2 separate regions of the Xenopus tropicalis genome follow, and region 1 is linked to region 2. Evidence: chromatin contacts called from public Hi-C data. All regions are on one chromosome and are shown on one strand. The core of a region is the stretch at or near the end of the contact, and the rest is flanking DNA. Distances in the headings are between cores, read along the strand shown.

Region 1 (4,131 bases), core at 1,619-4,118, 190 kb before region 2:
AAGTATATGGTTATCTCAACCTACATTCTGGCTCTGCGCAAAGCAATTACCGCTAGAAAAATTGTGTAAAAAGCTGTGTAAAATAAATAGCGATTTTATCAAGGTGTGTTTATTTTTTGCCATGGAATGCCAGATTTGATCCTGTTATTTGACACCAATTTAGACCTAATGCATTATAAGGAAAAAAAACCCACGAAAAAGTGCAGATAAAAACCCTGTTGGATAAAAGATGTATTTTCCCATAGAATTCTCTAACTGCTACTTCTGAATATCATTGCTCAGTTTGATAAGTACACCATGCCTGGTGATGTGTAGCTTTTTTTTTTTTTTTTTTTTTTAAACACAGCATGATATAGGCCCCCAACTGGTTGAGCCCTGGGTCTGTGGGTTTTATGAGCCCCAGCTGATGGTTTTTCTGATTTATTGTTGTAAGTCTTGAGCACCTTTTGACACAACCCACTGTAGGAACGCTGGAGCTAATCCCCGGCATCAGTAGATACAGTTGTGCACCTTTTATCAAAAGTCAAATGCAATTTTCTCCTGCAGGGAAGCACAGAAGTGCGTTTGGACAGAAGTATCCTAATGAATTGGGTCAATATGGACTCATAATTGCATCTTTTTGGGTTCACAATTGACCCCTTATATGATTTTCCTGTCTCTGTGTAAGTTTTCTTGGGATACTTCCACACACATAAAAATAAAACCAGAAGTAGATCTACACTCACAGGGCTTAAACAGCATCACAGTATCACACACATCATATTCACTTCAGTCTTCACCTACATCATCATGTCGCTGAGGCTGCGTTTTATTGTGAGAGTCATATTTTGGGCCAACAACAAGTTATTAGTCAGCAGCCAAAATCTTCTTGTGTCCCAATTAGGTTTATTTTTAGAGGTGAATCTGCATATTTATGTTTATTTACATGGCTGAAAAAAATGCTAAAATGCTTGCAGAGCTTTTCAAAACATGAATGGTTTAAATAAATCAACCGTTAAACCAAGTACCAAGTTTTGCTGCAATATATATAGCCTTTAGGGCTATGGCATACACAGGTTGGTTTGTCTGTACTGGGGATTTAATTGTCAAAAATGTTCTAACATGCTTTTTTTGGGCTGAAAACTGCCAGTAGTGGAGCTCTCTGGTGTCTTCAATTTAAGTGAATTGTAGATGCCAGAGACAGTATTGTGTGCCCCTCTTCCAGCTCATCCATGGGCCTTACCCACTCTTTACACTGAGTACACTAGTATACTGTTGTATTGAACACTGGGCAGGTAATTCGGGAAGCTTGAGTACACAGTCTTTCAGGTTGCTAATCTAGAATTGCACCAAACTCCTTATAATATATAAACAACATTGTAAATGTAACCATTATGTAATAATGCATCCATGTATAACAGTTTGTATAATAAACAACCAAGAATTTTTTACACCCCCAAACTAAGGACTTTTCCAGCCTGACCCCTGTACAGTTTCTTAATCCCATTTCCCCTAACCTAGTTAACATACCTCCCACCAAGTTCTCAAGCCTCCCATGACCTCAGCTGCAATGGAACTTCCTCCCTGTTTACCATGCCTGCCAGGTCCTACACTCAGGCCACCCCCCCCCCCTTGATACTAGCCACTTAAAGGGTTCCTCCACCCAAAATCTCTAGCACAGTAAAACAAGCCGTAATTCTAAATAACTTTAAAATACTTAAAGCCTGGAGGAAAACTGACTAAAGTGAGTAATTTGTTCAGAGCTCCCTATCTACCCCTCCCTTTTCTAGGGAGCCTTTGAGCAGTTCATTGTCAGAGGGCATCTTAGTGGACTGGTAATTCATTTTGTCAGCTCCTCTGATGTTCTTTGGGTCAAGAAGTGCCAAAAAGTGCTAAAGTAAATGAGCTTCATATTCTTGTTTAGTGGCAGAAGTGACAGAAAACATAGGTATTTCTTAATTGAAAAAAAGTAAGCAAACAGTGTGTTCATTTACTACTGCCTGGAAGCAAGGGTCCAAATGGCAGCCCTAGTGCCCATTTGGTCCAGCACAATGTGTTGTGCTCCTTGTGCTAGACTGAAACTCTAGTGAAAGATGCATAGCCTGTAGCATGCATAGCCCTGTAGACTGACAGTAAGTTCATGGATCTCCTGTACCTTGCGACTCCTGATATTCCCTTGTTTAAATGTACACAAGCTAGGGGGCATTCCTGGGGACAATGACACTTCCAAACACTCTGAGTACAGCAACTTAAAAGCGCAACCCATGGAGCAACATGCAAAGTCAACACCAATTCTTAGCACATTGTATGTTTGCCTCTGTCTTTATAAATGAGGCCTAAAAGTTCCTTTTAGTGACTTTTCTGTAAATCTGTAACTTACTTATAAATATGCAGAAAGAAATAGCATGCACCGTATCCTGACTAAAACAAAATAGGACAGTAACACAACTACTGAAAGAATCCACTCTTGGGAGTATGCTGAAGACCAATGGAATTTGCTTAAGCTGCACTTGCATTAATGCAATCTATAGTTTATTGTTAGAGCAGGGAAAGGAGTTTGCAGAGCAGGCCAAGTAATCTCAGTGAAAATTTAGGGGCACGCTCTTTGGAACATTTTTGTAGTGTTTTGAAGTGTCCACTTAGAAAAAAAAAGGCTTGTTCTGTATCCCAATCAGTGTTTGGCCTGGCTTTCTAGGCCTCGGCAGTTAGTCATATGGAATGGATTAGGGCTCTCTCTCTCACACTGTGTCTTCTTGGGTGTTCTGCATCCAGCCTTTTTTTTTTTTTTTCTGCTGGGCTCTTGGTTTTGCTTTTCTTAACGGCAGGAAATGCCCCTCTCAGACCACATGTGAAATTGTATGGGAACAGTGGGAGGGACGTGAGGGATGCTGAGTGAAAAAGGGCCCTATCAAGCACAGGACATTGTGGGTGGACAGAGAAAGAGAGATAGTGGTACTGTCTGAGCAATATAACTTTATGGGTTTTAGATCTTAGATGGCAGGCTGAATTGTCGTGGGAGATCGCCTAGAGAAATTAGCCTGTCCTTCATTCTACTATTTCACATGTTTTACATGACCGCAGCCCTGTACAGTGTGAAGCATTACAGCTGCTGTGCAATTTGTTTGAATATTTCCTTCTGCCCACACTAGAGATGCTAGGGAAATAGGCAGTAAATGTTTAATGGCTAATATCGAACCAAACAATAAAAGAGAACTGTCAATCTGCAAATCCCCAAATGTACATAAGTATATTCTCATTTCTTTCATATTCTCTGCTTTTATAGTGAGAGGCTCAGTAGGATCACATAATGCTGGAGTCACATTAAGACCTCTGGTTCCATCCCTGGGTCAGTATGTTGGAAATGTGCTGTGCTCATCAGGCATTGCTGATAAATATGTGCCTGGAAGAGTTTCTGAGCAGCACTAAGCAAGCCTATAAAATTCCCTTGTTAAATATCTTCCCTCAGCACTCATTTTACATCTATTCAATCAACCAGTTTAAAGGTTTTAAGTCAAATATATAAATAGCTCAGAAGTTTTCCTATTTCATTGCCATTTTTCATAAACTTTATAGCTGCTTTGCATAACAAAACGGGGTATAATAAAAAGATTGTGGAATTTGAACCTTGATCTGCCCATACCAAGCTAAATATTGGTTACCACATGGGCTGCCCATCAGTCAGCAGTCCTCTGGCCTGTGTATGTGATCAAAATAATTTGTTCTTTCATAGATAGATAAATAATGGGGTGGGGTATGTCATTCAGATGTCAAGCAGCCAAGCAAGAAAATGCTACTTGTAAGGTTTGTGGGGAAACCATGTAATATTATGGCCAGTGGCACCATTGGTATGCCCCTTGGACAACAATATGCTAACATGGCACAAGTGAATCTTGCCATGCTAGTTTTATTCAGGAAATAAATAGGAATACCATGAAATTGTGATACAATAATAACATTTTTGCTATTGCTGTCTGATGCAAGTTATGCATTATAACATACATGCTCTGTTGTGATGAACTAATTACTAACTGTACTAACTGACTTAGAGGTATATTTATCATGCTGTGTAAGAAGTGGAGTAAAACATTATCAGTGTTGTTGCTCATAGCAGCCAATCAGATGCTTTGCTTTGGCTTTCTAACAGTTTAATTC
Region 2 (4,255 bases), core at 747-3,246:
TAACACAAAACTTAGAAACAATAAAACTGTACAAAGATAGTTGCTACAATGTTGGTCCATATAATTTATTTCCTAGATCCTATTACCAAGGACAAGCTTGACTTGTTCTCTAAATTCCTCTCTAAATACTTCAAGTAGATTGTACTTGTGAAAGCTTTGTGTGTACACATATATATATATGCATATAAATACATATATATATATACACGCACACACACATATATATGTAGTTCTATATGTTCTGGTTTTTACCATTGTCATTGCTGGTCAGTTTTTCCATGCTACTCAGTAAGCCAATCCACATTGCAGCCCAGAGTGATTAGTTGCAGTCACAGTAAAGCAGTCCCCAGCAGTCAGTACTTAGTGCAGTCGTAGGCATAAGGGCTGCTGTGGCGGTATATGGAGGGCGCTGATCTATAAGGGATCTGACAGCTTGTGTTACCGCTCACCTGGTGCTCACTGAGGGCTGAGCTTTCAATCCCAAGCCGGTGAGAGTTGAACATCTCTCTAACGTTGGGAAAAGTCTGCTGTTGGGAGCCAAAGTTGTGCCCAGAGAGGTGACTAATGTCTGCGCCGGGATTGAGGTACCAGGGTGCAGCAGTCTGTCCCCCAGTGGCAGTTTGCTGATGATGGCTAGAGGTCAGCACACTCTCCTGGCCGGAACCCAGGCTCATGGAGTTTAAAGGGGAAGCTGTCCCATTGTGATGATCTGAGGTGGCCTCCTCCAAGGTAGATGGAGCGCACATGTGGCTCGGTCTGTCACCTGTATACAAACTCATAGCTCTCATGCTACACTGGTAGCTCCCACTAGTGTCCATACTTTGGGTGCAGGCCTGGCTATAAACAGAGCTCTGCGTCTGGGTGTAGTTAATGGGCAGAGAGGGCACCATGCCAGTCCGGCAGGGAACAGCAGGTACCGGGCTCAGGTCGCCATGGGGAGAAGTCCTAAGGGTCATGATATTCTCCACACTGAAGCCATTGCTGGCCGGGTGCTGATCAGGGATGGAGTTCTCAGTGGAGACAGAGGGAGTGGAGGCCACACTGCGGGGGCTGTCCTGCATGGCACTGCCGCCATCGGGGCTCAGGTTCTCCACTTTGGTGATGACTGGCAGCTCGGGGGACTCGCTCTTGATGACAATCTTCTTGTCGTGCTTTGGCAGCTCCAGGCTGGGGATGGGGCCTTGCACTTTGCCCTGATCCTTAAGGATCCGATCTTCCTTCTCCCGGCTCACGTCTTTCTTCTTGAACCTCCTCCTCCTCCTGAGGAAACTGCCATTCTCAAACATGTTGTACGAGTCCGGGTCCAGGGTCCAGTAGCTGCCCTTCCCTGGCTTCTTGTCGTCCCTGGGCACCTTGACAAAGCACTCATTGAGCGACAGGTTGTGCCTGATGCTGTTCTGCCAGCCCTGCTTATTCTCCCGGTAGAAAGGGAAGCGATCCATGATGAACTGGTAGATCCCATTTAGGGTGATCTTCTTGTCGGGGGCGTTCTGGATGGCCATGGTGATAAGGGCTATATAACTGTAAGGCGGCTTCACCAGGTCCTTGGGCGCTGCCGGTTGATGGTGGTGGTAAGGCCCATAGGATCTTGCCATGCCCGGAGTGTACTGCTCATGGGCCGGGTACACGCTCATAGGGGTGGCCATGCTGCCATAGGTGCCCGCAGCCCTGTAGTAGTTCTGTTCGCTCAGGTAGGGCACTACCCCTAAAGCATTGGGGTCTGCCACGGAGTAACGCGCCTGCATCATTGGTGCTGAAGTGGTGAGTGCCGGGGGCAGCAGTCAGTGAGGGTCCGGCAGATGTAGGGGGGCACGGTACGATGAAGGCAGCACAGTCGGCACAGAGCAGGCGGGTATCAGCTGCAGTCTGGCATCCTCTTCCCACACACTGCAAGGTATTTGTAGGGGCAGAGGCAGGGAACCCAACGCCAGCAGGCCGGCCACTTCTCCCCGCTCCTCAGATTCCCACTCGGCAGCCACAGGTTTTTAGGCAACGGAGAACTTCGCTAACTTTTTTCAGCGAGCTAAGCTTTTACTCCCAGCAGGGCACGCCCCCTCCCAAAACTTATTACCAATCAGAGTGCAGGAATCCGCAGAGCCGCCCAATCATCGCGCTCCGTTTCTATAGGAATTTACACAGGCTTCTTGCTCATTTATTTTTTTTTTTTTTTAAACTCACCCAAATATGGTCGGCGTAAATTGTAGCTGCTCGGAGTTTTAAACATACAGGCACGCAGTTAAAGTTTTAATCTGTCATCTTAAAAACTATTAATGAAATATTTTAGAATACAAAAGTCCATGTAATATTATGCTCACAATGGATTACATTTAACTTGTGCATTTTATTTGTAAGCTTTGGAAATTTCCCAAACTTAATTACCTTGTAATTTTGGAAATACATGATAACTAATATATACGCAGCAATAGTGTGTAACACTGGAATAAATACATTGCACGTAAGTCGAATTATCATTCCAGCGCTTTTTATATATACTAATTCTACCAATTCCATTCGAAATATCATTGTGGATAAATGTTCACTCGTTTTAAACGACTGCCATGTAGAGTTCTAATGTGGTGTCACAGAGCCAGATGTGGAATTTTCAGAATAAAACAAGTTTGCCTTTTTTTCGTGTAAATTCCTAAATAACTAATACTTCGGTTGATTTTTTCGTTAGAATCAATACACTGTTGCATGTGGCTGTATTGTTTGCTTGATTTTTGGAAGTGCATAGAAAGAAAAAAATCGATTTAAATATATTTTACCATCAATCCTTACTGAATTTCGATATGAAGTGTTTCGAATCCAATATTTATTTTGCTTCAAACAGAGAGGAAAAGTTCACTGGCTTCGTTAGAGGTAATCAGATACAGTTAATTAGCGGAGCATGCTGGTTAAATGCTAATTCGTTTATGCAGAATGGAGAAGCCATGAGAATGCAAAGAAGAACTGACAGCGATTGAAAGTTGTTTGGATTCACAGAATAGGCACAGTATCACAATCTGGTATAGTAACAAACGCTCAGCATTTCACACAGATCCGCAGGGCTAGAATATGTTAATAATATACAGCTAATTTGGAAGCAAATTGTCAAAACTGGAAACTGTCGCTTCTCTAAACCGATATCCAGAGGGTCAATCAGCAATAATATGACCTAAATCGAACCTTCTTTTTGTTAATTAGTTTTCAAGAGTTTTTAAAGATAGATATAAGTCTACATTTTGTCAATAATGCAAAGCTGGGTACATATTAATTAAACACGAAGATTGTTTAAAGGCCAATATTTCATCCTTCAAATTGAATACATGACTGCAGCCTTTTGTGGCTGTAAAACAGCAATTGCTTTTTATTACACTTTCATTACCCCCCAGCCCTCCCTATAAGATAGCCCTGTTTATTTAATGTGACACATTCTTTCTTCACATCTGAGAGACATTTTCGGGATTAGCTGTTGGGAATTCACACTCTGAAATGAAAGGGTGGAGGAGTGCTGTAGCATTTAATTGAATTAGTATAAAATGCAGAGCAGACCATTTATTTTACACTGTCGCCAGCGCACATTTTAGTATGTGGGACACAGAAGTCATATTATCAGGTATAGCTCTGCCACAAAAGTCGCCAAGGAAGGGAAACTCAAGATCATGAATTATTTGATCATTTTTTTGCTCTTGGACAGTTTTTTTCAAATATAGCTCAGTCGGTCGGCAATCATCCACACCTACTAATTCTCACTTGGCAAATATTCATTATTGGAGATATAGTAGAACAAGCAGATTCCACTATTGTCTATGGTGATGTTCCATTGTTGTGTATAGCTTGATTTAAGGGTACCTAGAATAGATTTTGGGGGCTTACATTACAAGCAGAGGTTTTATGCGGAACATGCCTACAGAACATCAAAGAGACAGTGAGACTAGGCTGCTTTTATGAGATACCATACTGCGATGTTAAAGCAGAAATATGAAGGTTTTTTTCCAAACATTGTAGGGGAAAGGGCGCATGAAATTATCTGTGTTTCAGCGGTTCCTGGAAATATTTTTCTTTTAGTCTAAAAAAACACAGGCACAGTCACCAGTGTATGTGTGGACCTAAATAGCTTATATAAAAAGAAAATATATAACAAAAGAAAGCCATTCCTATAAAGGATTTAGGTTAAAGTCAAACAAGAATTTACAAAAGAACAATAAGTGTAATTATTTTCTACTGGAAATGTCAAATGGGCTACAAAGCACAGAGTAGGCTACAACAGGCTAAG

What was found. Hi-C and Micro-C count contacts between places; a contact is called where the count stands out from the background.
Region 1: a contact with region 2 is called in a Hi-C map of neurula embryo, with 3 times the contacts expected there. The contact joins the enhancer-like site here to the promoter of foxc2 in region 2. A contact is called at or near these places in 2 of 5 Hi-C or Micro-C datasets (gastrula embryo and neurula embryo).

The regions. Positions count from the first base shown.
Region 1 is chr4:61,750,503-61,754,633 of UCB_Xtro_10.0, reverse strand. No RefSeq gene overlaps it. Among named protein-coding and RNA genes, the nearest start is that of foxl1, 170 kb to the right of the region's middle. Within about 2 kb of position 2,868, at least 4 of the 11 cell types and tissues checked have an H3K27ac peak or open chromatin away from gene starts, as enhancers often do. A contact at or near this core is called in neurula embryo, where this site is marked.
Region 2 is chr4:61,558,139-61,562,393 of UCB_Xtro_10.0, reverse strand. It overlaps foxc2 (forkhead box C2), which reads right to left and starts at 1,996. Exons shown (of 1, transcript NM_213692.1): 1 at 1-1,996. The coding sequence starts at 1,745. The coding sequence ends at 354.